Regions from separate parts of the Sus scrofa genome. Here region 2 is linked to region 1. A link is a contact called in public Hi-C data. All regions are on one chromosome and are shown on one strand. The core of a region is the stretch at or near the end of the contact, and the rest is flanking DNA. Distances in the headings are between cores, read along the strand shown.

Region 1 (5,474 bases), core at 2,148-4,647:
AGCTGGCAGAGAGAAGGCCGGGGAGACCACCCACTCCAAACCAGTGGAGCACGGGCACTCCACAGACACCAGCACCTAAAGGACAGCAGGACCAGGTTGAGCCTGCAAGTTACCAAGGAAGGGAGAGGAGGACATGAGAGCGACCCTGTATTTGGAGCCAGTGGACCTGGGCTCAATCCTAATGCCGCCATCCACAACATGCTGAATTCTGGCAAATTCCTTTACTGCTCAGAGCCCTCCCTTCCTCACGGCTCACAGTGGGGATAACGCGGTGTCCCCACTGGGGCAGCTGTGAGATAACGCGGGGCAGCACTGCTACCTGTGAGAGCTCTGCAGCCTCTCCCGGGTTCAAATCCCCCCTGGGCCACTTACTGGCTGAGGGATCCATCCGTGGCAGACGACCTAATCCCCTGAGCCTCAGGTTCTTCATGTGTAAAACGGGAGTGGTGATATATCAGCGATCTTTAGGGAAGCTGTGTCGCGTCATGGATCAACACACGTGGAGAGCCCCAGGAAGTGCTGCCCAATTCAGCTCTTACAATTATATACCCTTCAGAAAAACAATCTTTCTTCCTAAACTGTCTATGTGTTTAGTATAGATTTCTGCACAGTGAGCTGAGACCCAGCTCCAAATGCTCAAACTGCTGAGTCGCAGAGTTTTTTTTCTTAGCATATAGTTGATGTACATACAGTGTTGTGTCAATTTCCGCTGTACGCAGAGCGACCCAGCCACACAAAGATATACATTCCTTTTCTCATGCCATCTTCCACTTCATGCTCTACCCCAAGAGACTGGACATAGGTCCCTGCACTGAACGGTGGCGGGGGGGGAGCTGAATTTTAAAACAGGTGTCATCTGAGGAAAGAGACTCCCCCTTCAAGGCAGTGAAGAGATGGCCACGGGCCCAGGGCTCACCCCACTAGAGGCGTCTGATCCCGGTCTCCTCCAAAGGCTGGCGGCACCCCTGCCCCCTTCCAACCATCCGCACTGAGCCCCACCCATTCTTTATCCAGAGTGAAACCAGCACCGCCCAGGGATCTGCAGTGAGGTTCGGTTAAAACAGTTTATGGAAAGGAAAGCCTCGCTTTCTGTCTCTGCCTAAGATAAGAAGAATCTGAGACGAGAAAGAAGCCAAGACGTGCACCCCCCCCCCGGCCACCCCGAAGCCCTGACCCCCGCTCACAAGCGGCTGAGGCTCAGCTCTGGCCTCAGGGCTCTGCCTTGGGGCAAGTTCCTTCACCTCCCTAGGCCTCGGTCTCCTTGTCTGTAAAACATGACCACACAGGGGTTGTCAGATGGCCAGAAATAAGGCGCCCTAAGCAGCGCCTGGCTCGCAGTGACCAGAGTCCCCCCCCAAGGGACTCGAGCGTTACACTTCACAGCCCCTGCAGTGGTCCCGTTCATGGTTCACGACCCCGGGACCCAGCCCCGAGGAGTATTGCCAGGCCAGCCGGTCAAGCCTGGACGCCGAGGCAGCGGCCACTCTGCTCTGATGGGCGGGTCAGGAGCACTGCAGGCAGGAGGCAGTATTCCCCGGGGAGGGAGCTCCCCATACAGATGTGCCCGATCCACACAACTGACACGGGCCTGGAAAAAGCCATGTCCAGAACAAAGGTCCATGGCCACCAACCACAGCTCTGGAGAAGTCCCGCAGAAGACATGGGCAGAGGCGGAGACCGAAGGCGGAGGTCAGGGGGTTCCGGGAGTCCTGCCTGTTGGGCCTCCTCTGCATCCTCACGGTCCAGGGCAGGTGCAGGAGCAGATGGGGGCCCGTGGGCCCAGCCTGCCCCAGACCTCCGAGCGCAGGCCCTGGGACTGACAAACTGCAGGAGGCCGAGTAAAGCCCACATCCCCATCCCTTCCAGAATCCTCGATGGCGGTGCCTTTGTCACAGCTCCTGCAAGCAAGCTTGCCCCACCAATCCGCTAACACGGGAAAGCCTTTCCGTGACCTCTACCGCCCTCCGCACACACAGAGTCTGTCTGCTCCCTGTACAGGGGTTCACAGCACAGGCCCTGGCAGCCACTTTTAGCTGTGTGACCTCAGAAACTACACTCAGCCTCTCTGATATTGTTTCTCTCATCTGTAAAATGGGGCTAATTATAGCACTGCAAGCCTAGGATGACTGTGGGAATTAAATCATAGAATAGAGGAGGCCTGATTCACATTGTCCAGGACTTAATAAGAACTAGACGAATGTCGGCTCTGATTATTAGTTACTAATCTAATTACTATCATCAGGAAGTCATTTAATTTTGCCAGTGCCACCGGTACAGGCTTCATGGGGTGTCAAGCTGACCGCTATTTCCCTGCAACAGAGAACAGCTCAGAAAAGAGGGAAGGATCAGCCTTCTTTGTCAGCTTCCTACAAGCAGCACTATTTCTGGTCACAATTTCCCACCCACCCTACAAAACAGAGGCCCCTTCCCCCAGATGGCAGAGGAGACACCAAATCTCAGAGGCCCAAGCTGGCTTCTAGGGCCAGGAAATGTGTGAAGAAGCAAAAACAAGCTTCAAAAGCATCATCTCCTCGTGCAAGCTTCCATCACCCCAAACCCTACCCCCACGGGCTCCCAGCCCCCATCTCGCCAATCCCCCCTCCTTCCATTGCCCCGCTATAGGCCAGGGGATGCCCGAGTCGAAGGTGGACCCTGCTTAAGCACCCCACTACCTGCTCCTCTGGCCCCTATGTAGCAGAGCTGACCTCTAGGCAAGGGCAAGGATGAACATGGTTTGCGGGATCCCCTGGGGCCGACCCCCACATGCACAGCCTCTGCACCAGCTCCTGCACCCATTGGGAAAAACTGCCTCCAGGAGCTCCCACTGTGGCTCAGCAGGTTATCAACCCCACTAGTATCCATGAGGACACGGGTTTGATCCCTAGCCTAGTGGTGGGTTAAGGATCTGGGAGCGGTGGAAAGCTGCCCAGCAGATCTGTCATTGCCTTTCACCCCTGGTAATGGGTGTGCTTCCCCCGCCCCCGCCACCCTTGTGACAGTGGGGCTCTCCCACCTACACTCCGTGGACTCCAAAGCAAGCCAGGAAACCAGCAGTCCTGGGAGACCCCATCCCAACCATCGGACACTGGGGATTTTGAACCAGGAGTCCCACTGCAGATTAAGAGCTAAGTCTTGAGCCCTAAAGGACTAATGAAGCACAGGTGACAAGGACCAAATCTCCACACTACCGATCGTCTTGAAAACATGAAGCCCAGGTCGCCCGAAACCAACTGCGTGTGGAGGACGGAAGTGTGGCTGGGCTTCATGGAACCGTAGCCCACGTCGCCTTGACATACTCCCCAGAAAAGCAAAGCAGAGAGGCAAATGCCAAAAGGATGAGGCAGCCCCAAGATGAGGACAGAGAATGGCATGAAGGATGCACAGCCGCAGGGTAAGTGAAATGGCATTTCCTCCTCAGTCCCTGGAAGGCACGGGCAGGACTCCAGGCGATCGAGGCCACTGGAGCCCCGTGAATCAGCCCGTTGTTCCTGGGAGAGAAATGGAATCTGCGAGCAGTGGGGTGTGGAATGTGGTCATTCCTGCCCCATCTTCCTCTTCCTCTTCCTGACTCCCACCCTTCCCCCCTCCACGACCTCCATAAACCCTTGCCTCGGAAGAATCTGAAAGCCGTGACAACTTAGAAAACAAACTCCTTTAAAATGGCAAAGACTTCTGAAAAAATCCAAAGATTTTCATGTTCTCTTTCTGCAGCCCAGACTTCTCAACCCAAATCTGGTCACTTGAGGCACCCGGTAATAATCCAGGAGTCTGCCCGCTACGCGACCTGAATTGTTCCTTTGTAGTCTTTCTCCTTCTCACCCGCCATGCCCACCCTGCCCCCTCGCCTACGGCCACCAGGCCAACATGCAGCCAGCAAGCCAGCAGAGCTGGGGTATCACTTCCGGTCATCCCCGGTGGTGGCCAGCCCGGTGGTGGCTTCCCGAGACACTGCAGGAAACCTGGGGACTGTAAACAGAGCAGGCTAATGTCACTTCCACCAGGCAGTGAGATCCAGCTCCCGCAGGGCCACCTCTGCCCATCCGGGACCAGAGTCCTGGCATTTCCCAAGACGCGTTTTGACATTTCTGGGGCAGGGTGCAGGCAGCCCCGGGAACGTGGTTGGAGTGGCAGGGAAGCTTGGCATTCCAGCTTCACCTCACTCGCTGGGTGTCCCAACCTATCTGAGATTCCTCCATGCTCACACCTCGAACATCAGAATCAGAGAGCATCCATACCTCTTCGGCTGGTTGGGAGGATTATTTCAACTTTGGCACATGGTAGGAACTCAATAAAAGGTAACAAATACCCCTGTGCCATCAGTGCCTACGCATCGGCACTCACTATGCCCAAGACCTGAACAACGGACAGAATATTTGGGAATGAGACTCAAACGTTATACCATAGAAGCGCCAGGAAAGCACTGGCTTCTCCAGGCAGCAAAACAGGGTCCTCCCACTCCTGCCTCTCTCATCCCAACACCTGGGAGCACAGGATGCCAGATGTGGCCATAAGCCTTTTCTCACCCGCTCATCACACGAAAGCCTGCTCTGCCTGGGCCTGAGTTTCCCCTCATTTTCCCTTTCACCATTATTTTTGTTGCTATCTAAGCATTCACCAACCTCAGGAAGCTGCAAAATGCCAGTGCTATCTGATTTCAAAATGCAACGTCAACTTGGAGACCTCGGAGCCATTTGGAGGTATTTATTTTGGTGCTAACTAGAGAGCAAATGAAACCTCAGGAATGGCTTCATTAACCCCACAAGCAGCCACTGGCCATTCTTCTTCCTGTCGTGCTCTGGTTCTCAAGGCTCTTGAAGCAGCAATATAACCCAGCATAGGGACACAGGTCACTACACACCCCCGAGGGGTTCTCAGGCTCCCAGGGAGAGACCCAGGGAACGCTTCCGACGGGACTACAGTGTGGCAACCTCTGAAAGTGTATGCTTCCTGTGCTCTGCGCCCTGGGGACACCCACACATGCCCCTGGAGATGTGCACAGAGAAACGCAGCCCAGCACCTCCCATGACCACGGAAGCCTGGAAACACCCCCAAATCCACCACGAGGGGCACGAAGGAACCGACACAGCAGTGGCACCACCCAAACATAACACGGGGTGAAGAGAACAAACAGTAGCCATCACACCCTGACCTTCTTCCACTTCCAGAAGAACTGTAAATGCACAAAGGGAACCTCACATGGATGTGTATCAAAGCGTAAGAAGGTGACCTATGACAGCCCAAGTTCAGGAGAGCGGCACTTCTGTTGAAGGGAAGGAAGCGGGATGGGAGAAGGGGCCCCACAAATTTCCACTTGATCTCTGATTTTTTTCAGTTTCTTCAAAAGCAATGATCCAAAGCAAACACGCCACACCATTTAACACTCCAGGAGGTGGGGGGGGGGGTACTGGAGAATAGGGCCATTGTTAAATGGTCCTTTGCGGCTTCGTGTTTTGTGTTTCAGATCTGAATGATTC
Region 2 (5,474 bases), core at 1,994-4,493, 130 kb after region 1:
AGCCCAGCGTTCAAGAATGATGAGTTCCTCCATCAGGATCTGCATTTCTTTTCCAAATGGAAGAGAAGAGAAAAGGCAGGGACAACTGAAATGGCCCTTTGAATCCGAGGCCCATGAGACTAGGAAAGACAGCCAGCCAACCCCTCTGACGGGCTTGGAGGGGCCCAGCTTACCAGAGTCGCTGCTGGTGGTGGGTGGTGTCTCCTCGTGGAGAGCCAAGGGTTCGGGACTGGCCCGTGGGGAGGACTCGGCGGAGGAGAGCAGAGAGTCCGAGGACGGGGAGAAGGCGGTGGAGTCGGGGGAGGCGCAGGGCTTGGGCGAGCTGCTGTCGTTGAGCGGGTAGGGGAAGACCACCGAGGGGTCGATGCATTCGGAGGCGGCGGCGCTCAGGTCCTGCAGGTACAAGCTGGAGGTGGAGTAGCCGCCGTGCCCGCGGGCGGGAATCGGGCTGCCGCTGTCTTTGCGCGCAGCCTGGTAGGAGGCCAGCTTCTCTGACACGAGCTTGGCGGCGGCTGAGAAGCCGCTCCACATACAGTCCTGGATGATAATGTTTTGATGAAGGTCTCGTCGTCGGGGTCGCAGATGAAGCTCTGGTTCACCATGTCTCCTCCCAGCAGCTCGGTCACCATCTCCAACTGGTCGGCCGTGGAAAAGCTGCCGCCGCCGCCGTCATCGTCTCCCCTGGGGGAGAAGGACGCGACCGCGACGTACGAGGGCGAGCAGAGCCCGGAGCGGCGGCTCGGGGACAGGGGCGGGGTGGGCAGCAACTCGAATTTCTTCCAGATATCCTCGCTGGGTGCCGGCGGCTGCAGCTCGCTCTGCTGCTGCTGCTGGTAGAAGTTCTCCTCCTCGTCGCAGTAGAAATAAGGCTGCACCGAGTCGTAGTCGAGGTCATAGTTCCTGTTGGTGAAGCTGACGTTGAGGGGCATCGCGGCAGCCTGCTGGAGGGGGCACACAAAGAGGGGGGCGCGTCTTGAGTTAATGGGGTCTTTTTTTCGGGTGGAAACCCCGCGCAGCGCTCACTGCGCGCCACGATCGGGAACCACTCCCCTTCCAGCGCTATCCCCCAAAGCGGCTGGTGGGAGTGGGGGATTAACAAAAAGGCACCCTTCCACCCCCTCGAAGTGACCCTCTACTATCTCAGACACACACTTGGTGAACCACCTCTGTGGCGCCCACGGAGCTTCCGTTCCCCCGGGAGCCCGGAGCGCGAAGCCGGGGAGTCGGCCCCGCGGCCGCCTGGCAGTCGAAATCAGCTTTAGCCTCCTTTAACAGGCCAGGGAAGGCGGCGGTGGGGAAATACAATCTGCCAAACGCCAAGGCGCAAAGTTTTGCGCCACCTGAAGGGGAAGGCGAAGAGGCGCCGCGGCGGGAGCGGCTGCGCGCGGCCCCCCTCCCGCGCCAGGGCCCCTCCGCGCCGCGCCCGTTCCCACTCGCGCCCTCGCCGCGCTCCTTCCCCCGCCGGCGCCACCGCCCCTCCCAACCTCCCCTCTCCGCCTCCTCCATCCCCACCCCCCGCGCGCCCCCCTTCCTTCCTTTGCCGGCTTTTCTTCTTTTCTCTCTCCGGCTGGGGTAGAGAGCTCAGTCTTCGGGCCTTAACCCCCACCTCCGACCAATGAAAGGGTGTGTGGGGGGTCTGTTAAATAACAGACACCTCCCTGCAACACCCAGTACGGCGACGCAACTGCGCCAGAGACCCTGCTGCAATTCCGCGCCCGAAGCCGGGCGTCTTCCCCTCTCCCGCCGCCGAGGGTAGCAGCTGTTCTGGAAAAGCCCCGAACCCCGCTGCCCGCAGTCCCTCCGCATCGCAGGGACACCCGAGCGGGGACACCAGAGGCGGCCGAGGAGCCAAGGCGGGGTGCGGAGATTTGTCCTCGTTTTCCCCCGAGTCAATAATTCCAGGAGAATCGGACACATCTTTGCGCCAGCCTCCCTCTCCCCCGTCCCCGCGCTTCCCCAACACCAAGTCTTAACATCTCCGAGGACCAAGAGCTTTAATTTCATTATTCTTTTAAAAAGCCAAACGCCAACTTCTAAGAGGAGCCGGGGGGCGAATTGAAGCGCCGCGGGGATCGGCGGGCGGGACTCGCCGCAGTCTCCGCTGTCACAAATGCGGTAAGCCGAAATTTAAATGCCCTTTCGGAGACGGCAAAAAGTCAGAGGCTGCGGAGCTCTCGCTCCACACGCAATATGTAATTCTTACTCCTAGGAGCTCAGGACGTAAAGGGTTTTCTGCCCACTGCGAAGCATACCCCCCTTCTCCCTCCAAAAGGCAAAAAAGCAATCAAATGCAATAAAGCAAGAATGCCCAGCCGGCCGAGGTCAGCGTTCATCTACATTAAAACAAAAATACACAAAAACAACCAACCCCTCTAAAGGCTACTTTCAAAAAAAAGCACCCCGTTCTCCCTCTGCCTTCCTCTCTTCCTTCTTGACAAGTCATTGCACCCCGACCCAGCTCTGGTTCGTCCCCACCCTACCCCGACCAACCACAACTACTCTGAGAAAAGTGTCAATAGAGCAGGAATGGGAGAAAAGACACCCCAATTCGGGCATTCGACTCATCGCGGATTGAAAGCGGTAGCAAGAAGAAATTAAAAGACAAATAGGTCTGGGTGCTCACCGGGTTTTCCACTATCCGAAGGAAATCCAGCGTCCAAAAAGCGGCGAGGAGCGCCTTTCAGAGGAGCGAGTCGTGGGCAGCGACAGGGAAAAGTGTCTCCCCAAATAGGCAGAATAGCCTCTCCGCGTCCGGAGAGTCGCGTTGTCGCTCGGGTGTTGTAAGTTCCAGTGGAAAGTACCCGCCCGCTGCAGTGGGCAAAGTTTCGTGGATGCGGCGCGGGTGGCGGACCGCTGGCAGGGGTCGGCGGGCAGGGTGGGGTGGGGGCGGCCGGGACGGAGGCGAAGACCCTCTTTCACTCCGGATCTCCCTTCCCCCGGGCGCCCAGAGCGCGACTCAGCTTGCTCGGCCGGCTCTGCTCTTCCACCCTGGAGGGCCCGCCCGCTCGCTCCCTCTGCCTCTCGCTGGAATTACTACAGCGAGTCAGAGAAAGCCCAGAAAACCGGCTTTTATACTGCTAGGAACACCCCTCCCCTCCGTGCTCTTTTTCCCGCCAAGCCTCTGTATAGCCCTGCCCTTCCAGAGGCAGTGGGGAGCCTAGCGGTGGCCGGGGTGCGGCAAAGGCGGCGGCAGCCGAGAGATGCGCAGCCGGAGGGTCCTCAGCCGCGCAGACCCTCGCCTATAAAGGGCCGGTGGGCGGGGATTCGCGAGAGCGGATCTTTTTTTTCTTTTTCCCCCCGCCCTCGGCTTTGGGAACCCGGGAGGGGCGCTTCAGCCCGGGGAGGGAGGGAGGGGTTGGGTGGTTGGGAGGGAGGAGACTCAGCCCTTTGAGCCTGGCACTCCAGTGCGCAGAGCTTTCGGATGTAAACAGAGTAAGAGTGCCGCATGAATTAACTGCGCGCGCCTACCATTTTCTTTTGCTCCCGCTCAAACCCTCTTTCTCTGCTGCTTGCTCCTCTGGCGCAGCGCTCTGGGTGACAAACCGCATACTGGTCCCTTGTGCTTAAATCATCGCGGGCGGAACAGCTGACCCTCCACACTGAGAATACACGGTGTACCCACCGCCAAGCCACGCACGTCCCGGGCCGAGGGGGCGCCTCCCTAAGACTGGGGAAAGGGCAGCGTTTGGAAAATAAGCCCTACGAAGAGAGGAGGAAAGAAGGGGGTATTTGCGGGTGCGCGTTGTGTGTGTGTGGTGTGGGGTAAGTGTAGATGGGGAAAAATGATCAGAGGTGTAGGGAGGAAAATGGTACCTGGAATTATTTTAAAAAACTCAGCAACGCATTGCCACGTATACTTGGAGAGCGAGTTCTGAATAAACACCCACTGCATTTGTTGGGGGTGTTAGGCATTCTGTGTGTACAGCTACCTCGACTGAGCACCTTCCATCTAGAATGAAACCCCTAAATCGCTGCCAAAGCCTCGGTCGACCCCTCACCTCCGGGCTCCGCTGGCGCAGACCGACACAGACCTCCGCGGGAGCCCGCTTGCCCCCCTGGACGCGCTAAGCCCTGAGATCTTTCTGCCGGTTCCGGAGCTGGAGTAAAGGAGGAGCGCGCTTGCGGGTGCGCGCTGCGGGGGACTCTCCGCTCCCTACCCACTCTCTGCTCCCCACCCACTCTCTGCCCTTCTGCACCCTCATCCCACACCCCCGCACCTCTCGCTCGGAGGTCCCAGTTCTGCACCCAGGTTTCAGTAGAGACGAATCCTTTTTGCGCCCCGTGGCGTCGGTTTGCACTACGCTGGGGCTCCCAGGTTGGGGGAAATCGAAGGCGCTAGACGCGAGAATACTGGGGAGGGGGACGCGAGTCGCAGGACCAGACTCCCCAGAAGAGGGAAGGAGACGAGCTGGCGGATCCTGCCTGGGGAGTCAGCATAGTCCCTGGCGACGAAAACCGTTAACTCTTTCCTCCTCGGACAAACTGGACGTTGACTTTCCTTTCTGGGTCTTCTTTGCTTTTTATTATTGGACTCGCGATCATGCACAGAAAAATGCATGGATTCTGATCTAAGGAGAGGAGCCAAGTATTAGGTGCCTTTTTTTTTGGGGGGGGGGAGTACTGTCGAGCCAATTAAAAACTGACGGAACTTAAGGCATTAATGTCTTTGTTCACAAAGTCTTAAATTTTTTTTCGGAATACCACAGCGAAAATGCACACGTTTAATCCATGTACATCTATATACATTTCAGTACACGTCAACCCAGAACGTTGCCCAACATGGCACATGATTTGTTCGCTCCCTCAATGAATCTATATTTAATATATAATGCATACTCCCTGGGGATTTGCTATTCTGCATTCTACTGGAGCCTTAAAAACAAAGACCAAGGGCATTGTAAGTAAACTTTTCCACGCCCTTCCCCCCTCACTCCAAAACAAAAAAATTCGGGACCGGGAGGGACTCGTGTATAGTATGCTGGTGCTCGAGATAAATTATTACCCGTTGAGTTAGCTGTTCGGCGTTCAATTGTTAAACGAGTGGTAACTTCCTCCAAATCAGGCACAGGGCACAATTCAGTTTTAAGGATTGCAAATTACTCCAGCCTCCAGGCCTTTGCCGCAAGCACCGGGAGCGACCAATCCCTAGTCAAGGTTTTGCTGCAAAGCGTCTTTCCCCTGCCCCCTCCCAGGGCTGCACCCGCGCCCGGGGTTTGAGAAAGTAAAGTAAGTGTGCCCTCTACTGGCAACCTGGATCGCTGCGTCCGGATGCCAACTGGAGGCGGGCGGGTCCGGTGGGGGCAGGGGCGTCCGGAGCACTGGGTTTCTAGTGGGGTGGTGGACAGGACGGTTCCTTAAAGCGAGTTTCCAGCCTCCTTTTTATGATTCCTTTAGGCCCACTGCAGAGAGGTGGAAATGAGCGGAATTACTGGAGAGAAAAGTGGTTCAGAGGCACCTATTCAGCCGCATAAGCG

Evidence for each region. A called contact is a pair of places that touch in the nucleus more often than the background predicts.
Region 2: a Hi-C map of embryonic fibroblasts shows a contact between it and region 1, with 3 times the contacts expected there. A contact is called at or near these places in 1 of 5 promoter capture datasets (fetal liver), 3 of 47 Hi-C or Micro-C datasets (embryonic fibroblasts and epiblast stem cells) and 1 of 2 datasets of targeted methods (skeletal muscle).

The regions. Positions count from the first base shown.
Region 1 is chr4:12,328,749-12,334,222 of Sscrofa11.1, forward strand. The region is part of intron 1 of LOC106509952 (a long non-coding RNA gene); the gene reads right to left. Among named protein-coding and RNA genes, the nearest start is that of MYC, 130 kb to the right of the region's middle.
Region 2 is chr4:12,457,117-12,462,590 of Sscrofa11.1, forward strand. It overlaps MYC (MYC proto-oncogene, bHLH transcription factor), which reads right to left and starts at 3,244. Exons shown (of 4, transcript NM_001005154.1): 1 at 2,624-3,244; 2 at 553-938; 3 at 174-550. The coding sequence starts at 2,653.